2 separate regions of the Sus scrofa genome follow, and region 2 is linked to region 1. The links are chromatin contacts, called in public HiChIP or PLAC-seq maps. All regions are on one chromosome and are shown on one strand. Each heading gives the region's core, a stretch centred on a gene start, on an enhancer-like site or on the middle of the called end of the contact. The rest is flanking DNA. Distances are from core to core; before and after follow the strand shown.

What was found. HiChIP or PLAC-seq counts read pairs in DNA pulled down with a chosen protein or histone mark.
Region 2: an H3K27ac HiChIP or PLAC-seq map of alveolar macrophages shows a contact between it and region 1. The contact joins the promoter of IMP3 here to the promoter of PTPN9 in region 1. A contact is called at or near these places in 11 of 47 Hi-C or Micro-C datasets (alveolar macrophages, blood, embryonic fibroblasts and 6 more) and 2 of 2 datasets of contacts at active chromatin or transcription factors (alveolar macrophages and skeletal muscle).

The regions. Positions count from the first base shown.
Region 1 is chr7:58,076,330-58,080,972 of Sscrofa11.1, reverse strand. PTPN9 (tyrosine-protein phosphatase non-receptor type 9) reads right to left here and starts at 2,797. Exons shown (of 13, transcript XM_003128481.4): 1 at 2,021-2,797. The coding sequence starts at 2,083.
Region 2 is chr7:58,020,945-58,025,587 of Sscrofa11.1, reverse strand. IMP3 (IMP3, U3 small nucleolar ribonucleoprotein) reads right to left here and starts at 2,220. Exons shown (of 1, transcript NM_001243292.1): 1 at 1,092-2,220. The coding sequence starts at 2,174. The coding sequence ends at 1,620.

The DNA of each region.
Region 1 (4,643 bases), core at 1,548-4,047:
TGCTTTTATGTTTGTGTTTCAACATTTTGAAATGCCTGTAGAAAACTTGATATTTTGGAAGAAAAGCTTAAAAAAATAACTTTTTGATCTTAATATACATATTTTTTACTTTTACTATTTCCATCCAGTCCTTGTTAATTCCCATCACATTTATTCAATGTAAAAGATTTTTTCAGGGGGGAGGAAGTGGACTGGGAGTTTGAGGTTAGTAGATGCAAACTACCGCATTTAGAATGGATAAGCAATGGAGTCCTGCTGTATAGCACAGGGAACTATATCCAATCTCTTGTGATAGAACATGATGGAAGATAATATGAGAAAAACACACATGGCTGGATCCCTTTGCTACACAGCAGAAATTGACAGAACATTGTAAATCAACTATAATAATAATAAATAAAAATTTTTTAAAGTGTAAAAAAAGATTTTTTAATAAACACAGTTTTATATATGTAGACACTAAATACAGAATAAAGCTAACATTTTATTGATACTATGAATACTTTACTACTCTTCTCAGTTTTAGTTTTTAAATTTGTAACCAAACGACATTTTCATAGTGAAATCGTGATGCCCTCAAGCCTTAGAAACATAACCTTCAAATCTGACTAGCCCAAGGAAAAGAAGTGAAAGAGTTTTTTTCCCTTTAAAACCAACCTAACATATCACACTCTAGTGCTGAAGTAGTATTTCCCTAATTTTGCCAGAGTGGGCTCTTTGGTCACCAGCTTGCACTGGCTACTGACTCGTATTTTATCAACATTAAATTGAAGTTACCAGGATGTTACCACTGCTTGTACAGAACAGTAGAATTTCTTTTCCCCATGCTGATTTTATCTCTAGGCATCAAAAGACAAGACTGTAGCCTGAAGCCAAATATGAAAAATGTCATCTCCACAAATGAGGAGAGAAGTCAAGAGCTTTTTAAAAATCAAATCTTAAGCCCACTAACCACTATCAGTTTGTAAAACCAGACTATCTCCATACTAGAGGCTGTACTACCAAATGTGGTCCTCGGGAACAACGGCTCGGTAAGCTTGAAATGGGCTACCAGCATGGTTCATCTTTTCTTATTTTAGGTGTTTTTCTGATTTTCTTGTTTTTAAACATGGAATCAGACCATGGCTAAATCTGAGCATGAGCAAGAAGAGACAGTGAAAAGACTTTAGGATTCCAATCTCGGCTAATGGACTTTCCCACCATCCTCCGGAGTGGTCCATGTCTCCCCAGCAGGAATGTGGGGGAGGGAAAGGTACATGGGCCTTGGGCTCATCCCTCACCCAAGCCCCCAAAATGACACTGCAAACCACTTCCTTCTGGGAACTGAAAGTCATAAGCTTTAAGGGACAATGGAGCTCAATGCAGACTTCAGAAAGATGGAGACAGGGAGATGAGATGGGGGAGGGAAGTGGGGGTGAGGAGATGCGCCCAGCCAAAGAAAGCTAAATAGGGCGGTCAAGGCCAGGGACTTAGGGAGCCTGGGAAGGCCTGGATCTTCTAGAATCTATCCAAGTAGGCCACAGCCCTCAAAGAAGCCCGAGGGGCTCATGTGAAAATCTAGGGCATCTATGGACTCAGTGCCTATCACTGTCCTGGGAAGGGGAGACAGTCCTCACAGGAACCGGCCCCCCAAGTGGGGCTTTTCCTGCCCTTAGAAAACCACAAACCCTCATGGAATGAAGCAAAATACGTAGAGGGGTGTAAGGCCGGAGGCAAAGTAGGTGTTCTGCAAACATTGGGGGGGGGGGGGGCAGAGGTAAAGGGAAGCTTCCCAATTCGAGAACTTTAATCACCGCCGAATAGGAGGAGAGGGCAATATGCGGCACCAGAGCAGCAAACAGGAGCGGCCGTGGGCGGGAGCAGAGGCCGGCAGCCTCCCCGCTTCGGGGGATGACGGCCTGGGGCGCGGCCGCCGGGGGGCTCGGGGGAGGCCACCGCGGACCTGGAGCCGCGAAGAGCGCGGCCGGGCTAGGCCTCGGGGGTCCGGACACACCCACCGCGCGGCCGCAGCCCCGCTTACCTGCTCCTCCTCTGGGGTCAGCTCCGGCGCCATGTCGGGCTGGGGCGCGGTCGCGGGCTCCATCCCGCCGCCGCCGCCGCCGCCGCCCGGCGGACAGAACTCGCCCGGGAGCGCAGGGAGCCCGGTGCGGTGGGCCTCCGCTTCCGCGTCCCCGCGCCTCAGCAGCCCCGGGCCGGCTTGCGCATGGCTGGGCCGGCAGGGTCCGGCGCCCGCAACGGCCGCAAACGCCGCTTCTGTTTCCTTAAGAAAAAGCTCTCCGAACTGTCGCTCTCTTCTGGGCGGAAATCCTTTTTTATTTTCTTCGTTCCTTTCCTCACACTCCCCCTCCTATCCCGGGGAAGGGGGGGGGGAATAGAGCAGGCAAGGAGCTAATCGGAATTAAAAAGGGAAATGTGGAATCAAGAAGTTTCTAAGGCCAGAGCAAGGGCCGCGGGGGAAATTTGCCGAAGGCCGCCGGCCTCCTCCGCGTCCACCTTCCTCCGCGGCGCTCCGACTCCTCCAGAAGGTGACGAGGAGTCTTCGGGGATGCGGGGCCCTGCGACCAGCGCCCCGGCCTCTCAGCCCCGTTCCTCTAAAGCCGTGTGGCGAGAGGGAGGGAGAGAGGGAGGGAGCGGGGGAAACGCGCCCCCCTCCGGGCTCACGGCCAGCCCCGCGGCCCCACCGCGTCCGCCCGAGCCCCCCGCGGCTCCATTGAGAAACTGAGCGTCTCATTCACAAACAGGCGGCGAGGAGGGCCCGGCCGAGCGCGGCCACGTCCGGGAGGGGGAGACAGAGAGGAGCCCGGGGGGCGGGGGCAGCGGAGCTCGAGCAGAGGCCCTCGGAGAGGAGGGGGCGGGGGAGGCCGGCGGGGGGGAGGGGAGATCCAGAGGAACTAGGGCGGGGGAGGGGCTCCGGCGACTCTGGACCGCGGAGAGTGAGAAAAAGGAAGAAAGGGGTGCGGGTTTCATGACGTTAAGCTCCCTGGAGGAGGAAGAGAATACATGTGTTTGAAAACTAGGTGCTAACGGGAACCTGGCCTGGGGTTACTTGCTCTACCACTTAGGTACGAGGAACCCACAACCTTCATCTATTTCCATGTCATTTGCGAACTGAAAACCCCTGGAATGGTTGCTTGTGAGGTCCAGGATGCGCAGGTGGAAGGAACAGACCCTGCTAGCTGGTTGCTCGCGGCCCCAGCTCGCTCTCTCCTTGCTGGCTGTATCCTGTAATCCATCACCAGTGTGGCTAATTTTAGTCCCTCACAAAAACAGCATCTGATTTCAAACCACTTTCAAGAATCACGGAGTTTTTGCAAGCCTTTGCTTTTCGCGAAGGCAAGTGCAGCAAAGAGCTTGGGAGTCTTACAGGATACAGTCTTGGGAGTCAGTTTGGGGGTGGAGGGGACAGAGGAAAAGGAGGACTAGGTCTGGCACGTTTTTGCATCATTCCAGACCAAAACTAAATATTCCAAAAGGGATCCAACTAACAAGTGAGTGCCACAGCTAGTTCCAAGAGCTGAAGCCTGGAGAACTCACAGAGAGAGGCCCATGGGAGGGGTCTTAAGACAACTGAGGAAGATGCTGTGAGTTCTGATGCTCCTTCTGGGACTTTAAAAGCAATTTCTGGAGTTCCCGTCTTGGCTCAGTGGTTAACGAATCCGACCAGGAACCATGAGGTTGCGGGTTTGATCCCTGGCCTTGCTCAGTGGGTTAAGGATCCCTGGCCTTGCTCAGTGGGTTAAGGATCTGGCGTTGCGGTGAGCTGTGGTGTGAAGTGAAAAAAAACAAAACTCAAATAGTGTGCATAATAGGCTGTCATCCTTATAAAGGAAAAAAAATGAGTATGTGTTTTTAAATTTATTTATATATAAAAGAGCTTTGAGGGGATACATAAGAAAGATGGTAGTGGTTGTCTCCCAGAAAGAGAGAGAACCTAAGGGAGAGAGAGACTTTTCCCTATATGGTCAATTGTACATTTTAAGTTTCTTTTAAAACTTTTTATTGAAGTATAATGTACATACAGAATAGTGACAATATGTATACAGTATGACAAATTTCATAAACTGAGCACGCCCATGTACCCAGCACATAGATCAATAAATAGGACATTCCCAACTTACCAAAGCCCTCATGTCCCCTCCAAGTAACTATTCTCATTACCACTGTCTTTGCTGCTAACAAACATTGTGTGTGTGTGTGTGTGTGTTTAAATTCTGCACGTGGACATATAACCTTTTCCCCCAAAAAAATGTTAAATAGTAACTTAAAAAAATATATAGGAGTTCCCGTTGTGGCTCAGTGGTAATGAACTCAACTAGTAGCCATGAACGTGGGTTCGATCCCTGGCCCCGATTAGTGAGTTAAGGATCTGGCGTTGCTGCGAGCTGCGGTGCAGGTCGCAGAGGCAGCTTGGATATGGCATTGCTGTGGCTGTGGAGTAGGACAGCAGCTGCAGCTGTGATTCGACACCTAGCCTGGGAACTTCCATATCCCACAGGTATGGCCCTGAAAAACTACGTGTATATATATGTGTGTGTATATATGTGTGTGTGTGTGTGTGTGTATATATATGTATATATGTGTGTGTGTATATATATATGTATATGTGTGTGTGTGTGTGTGTGTGTATATGGTTTTTCTTCCTA
Region 2 (4,643 bases), core at 971-3,470, 55 kb after region 1:
TCTTTCTTTTTTTTCCCCCCCTTTTTAGGGCCTCACCTACGGCATGGGGAGGTTACCAGCCAGGGGTTGAACTGGAGCTGCAGCTGCCGGCCTACACCAAAGCCACAGCTACACCAGATTTGAGCTGCGACCTATTCCACAGCTTGTAGCAATGCCGGATCCTTAACCCACTGAGAGAGGCCAGGGATCAAACCTGCAACCTAATGGATACTATCTGGGTTCTTAACCTGCTGAGCCACAACGGGAACTCCTGTTTTAATATAATACTGTGTGTTAATCCCAAACTTCTAATTTGCCCCCTCTTGGTAATCATACATTTGTTTTCTATGTCTTGAGTCTATTTGTTTTGCAAATAAGTTCATTTTTATCATCTTTTCGATTCCCCATATAAGTAATATCATGCACTGTTTGTCTGATTTACTTAATATGAAAATCTCTTGCATGAGTGAGGTCGTTTCCCTACTCCCGCTTCCAGGGAGGGGGCTGGATTAGATCAGGGCCTCTAGCTTCATATTCCTCCACTGTCGTCAGGCTAGGTTCCCTGATTCCCAATCCATCCATGGCTTCTCTATAAAACCCACCCCAACTGAGAATTAGAATTCACCTTTGTCTAAACTAAAGGCTGGGCAGGGAGTGATGCTGGGCTGTGATGGGCAGAGGTGGTCCAGGTTCTGCTCTGGGCAGGCAGCCCTGGGACCTCTGGAGGGCCCCACTCCTAAGACTATCTAAGTTTCCAGGAACCTCCTGGGCCACTTCTAACCACTAGATGGCCAAGCTACAGGGTGATTATTTCCTTAGGCAAGCAAACACTTCAGCCCTCTAATGCGGTATTTCCTGGACTTGGAATGTCAACAGGAAGCCCTGTGGGGAAGGCCTCTGCCAAAACACTCATTCCAAGGAAGGGATTGGTAAACTAACAAATTTGTCCAGCCTTGTACAACATCCTGCAACCTCCACACGCAGGCCCTACTGCTGGCCTCAGCCATAGGCAGATCGCTGCTGTCACTATTCCTCTTCTCTGGGTTCCTGAACCAAGGAGACCTATAGATGTGACCCTATGTGAGAAAACAAGAAAAAATGTACACTTTAACGGTAGTTAAGCCATTTATTGGCATTAGGAGAGCATTCCTTTAAACAAGAAAAAAAGACTCAGAACACTAAAATATCACCCATTTTATGAAAACTTGAGACCAAACTCTCCAACATCTGTACACAGCTTAATCAAGAAGAGGAGTAAGAATTCGAGTTAAATAAGTTAAACCAAACTGTCCTACAAGAAGATGAAAGGGAAATGTAGGGGTGCCCCCCCCCGCAAAGTCCTTTCTTTCACACTACGATGTTTCAGGTACCAAAATCTAACAACTCCCCAGTGAAGCACAAAACCGCTTCTCATGGTCTCTAAAGGCAGTCATTTAATTCTAAATCGTCCAAAGGCTAAGAAAAATTCGTGGAAAACGGGCGTACCCTTTGGCTCCGCGCGTGGCTTGTAGCTGAGGAGCCAAGTTCTTAATAACCGACGACTAGCTGACACACTTCTGGGAGAGCGTCCTCACAGAATCTCAGGCATCAGGTCTGGGCTTCTGCATCTATAAAATGCCGTCCTAGGGAGGGAGGACCCGCTAGGCTTCCAGATCGAAGTCGTCACGCTCCTCATTGTACTCCAGCACGTGCCGCTTGATCTTGGACGAGTCAACCCAGGTAACAAAGTCCTCCATGCTGCGCGTGACAAGGAAGGCGGGATCCGTGACCACGTCGGGGCCCACGCGCACGTGGCCCTGCTCTACGAAAGTCACGGCGGCCTGGAGGTGTTGAGCCATGCGCAGCTTAAGGAGCACCGTGGGCAGGCGGCGGCGGCAAAAGGACGAGGCAGTGACGAAATCGCATAGTTCCAGCGACCCGCGCGTGGGCACTAGGCCGAGAGCATACAGCTTGTCCAGCAGCGCTGCCGAAGCGCGCACGCGAAAAGGGTCCCGCTCCGGCAAGTCCCGCAGGCGCCGCGCCAGTTCGCGTACAGCACGGCTCAGTTGGTTGTAGCGCGTGTAGTCCTCCCGCCGCTGCAGCCGATAACGCCGCAACACGCGAAGCTCATGCAGGTTATGGTCGGTGACCTCCCAGTTTAGGAAGTCCACCTGCTTCAGCAGCTTTTGCTCGTGGAACTTAAGCTTCCGCACCATGATGGCGGCTCCGATACCGCTGGACCAGAGGCTCAGAGCGTGTTCCGGAACCCGAGCGACTTCCGCCCCCGCATGCCAAGCCCGGGCCACCCTGGGAACTCTGAGCCAATGAAAGAAAGGCTCGGTGCCACGCCCCCTATTTCCATTGGTCAAAGTGGAGTCACGGCCCTGAGTCCGTATCTCGCGTTTTTCTCCGCGTTCTCCAAGAGAAGCCGGGCAGAACTGCTGACGGAGGCAGGGGGCGGTCCCGAGGCAAGGCTGAGCGGTTTTAAGTTGCAAATGATTTACCACCTGGTGCTGTAATAGTTTCCTCTCTTTAAGACTTTTGCCATTCAAGGGATCTCAAAGTCTCTCCCACAAGAGCAAAAGAGACCAGTTCCGGGAAAGACGGAAGACTGCCGCTCTAGTTTGATCTACTGTGCTAATTGATCGTTGTGTGTGTGGCGGGGTCCTCCCACCTTGGTGGGGGGTGCTTCCTGGAGCAGGCCAGGGCTGACCCGGTATCTCCACCGCCCACGAACCCCAGGTTAATCACCAAGTGGGCGGAGCAGTTTCTTTCTGCCAAGTGGGGCTGGAATCCACCTAACCTATGAAATACTGATTCCCAGGTTGCTTCCTACATGGACTGAATCGGATCGACACAGGAGTCACCTAGAAATCTGTATTTTTATTATTTTTTTGTCTTTTTGCCTTTTCTAGAGCTGCTCCCGCGGCATATGGAGGTTCCCAGGCTAGGGGTCTAATCAGAGCTGTAGCCACCGGCCTAGGTCAAAGCCACAGCAACGCAGGATCTGAGGCCGCGTCTCCGGATCCTTAACCCACTGAGCAAGGCCAGGGATCGAACTGCAACCTCATGGTTCCTAGTTGGATTCCTTAACCAAGGCACCACTACGGAAACTCCCAAAATCTGTATTGTTAACAAGAATGACAGGTGATTCATAAAACCCAGTAAGTTTGAAAAGCTTGGATAGTAAGTACAAGTCCTGACCCTTTAATCTCGGCTCAAGCGAAATAGCTTGTCAGGGTGGATTTCTGGTCCCAAGTATTTAGTTAACAAGTTTAGCACATTTTCGGCTGGCAATATCTGTTTTATCTCAGTATAGCGTTAAAATAAAATTTAAAAAATCTTAGTGTAGTGCTACAGGACTAACCTCTTTATTTGCTCAAGACTTTGACGCCACCTAGCTTCTTCGCTGATCATTGTGGGTTTTTTATGCTTTTTATTTTTTTAAATAAAGTATTTGACATATGGAAAATACTGTATGTAACATATGTAAGATACAAAGTATAATGAGTACTTAGGGACCCACAGCCAGTATAAGGGTCACTAGGACCACCTCATCTACCTATTCCAGCCACTCTCCCGGCCAGAGGTAAAGGTAGCTACTCTCCTCAATTTAGTGTTTATTTTTACCCTTCATTTAAAAAGAAAAATAGGGGAGTTCCCGTCGTAGCGCAGTGGTTAACGAATCCGACTAGGAACCATGAGGTTGCGGGTTCGGTCCCTGCCCTTGCTCAGTGGGTTAACGATCCGGCTTTGCTGCGAGCGACCCGGCTCAGATCCCGCATGTTGCTGTGGCTCTGGTGTAGGACAGTGGCTACAGCTCCGATTCGACCCCTAGCCTGGGAACCTCCATATGCCTCCGGAGCGGCCCAAAGAAATAGCAAAAAGACAAAAAAGTAAATAAATAAATAAAGAAAGAAAGAAAGAAAAAGAAAAAGAAAAACAGTTTTATTATTGTAAATGCATCCCTGAAAACCGTCTCACTCAGAGTGTAGCCTGAGGATCAGCAGAGATCTATTGGAAATGCAGAATTTCAGGCCCCATTCCTGACCTACAGAATCAGAATCTACTTTTAATCAGATATCAAGGTAATTTGTACACATACATTTGAGAAGTGTTGCTTAGAAGACATGGCATCATGTGGAGTTTATTATACATGGCTGCAGTTGCTTTTTTTTTAACTGCTATGTAATATTCTATTGTTTGGTTTTATCCAATTTATTAATCCATTTCCTGTTGGATTTTTTTGGAGGGGCTATTTTTAGCAGTGCTGCCATTCACATTCTTTTAGATTTCTCCTTGCACATATGCAGTAGCTTCTCCTATACATCTTCAAATTGAATTGCTGAGTTGTAAAGTGCATGTTCAGCTTTACTAGATATTGCCAAATTGTTTTCCAAAGTGGCTGTACCACTTTATATTGCTTTGACAGTGCATGAGACTTCCCTTTGCTCCCCATTCTTTTCAACGCTTGGTGTTAGATTTTTTTAAATGTTTGCCAATTTGGTGAGTGTGTGATGGTATTTCATTGTGACTTTAATTTGCATTTCCTGGTAAATAAAGATTTCATATGTGTTTCCTCCTCTATATAATGCTTCTCCCTGTCTTTTGTCTATTTTTCTATTGGATTGTGGGGCAAGTAAAAAATGGCCCCTCCAACAGAACATTGTAAATCATCTATAATA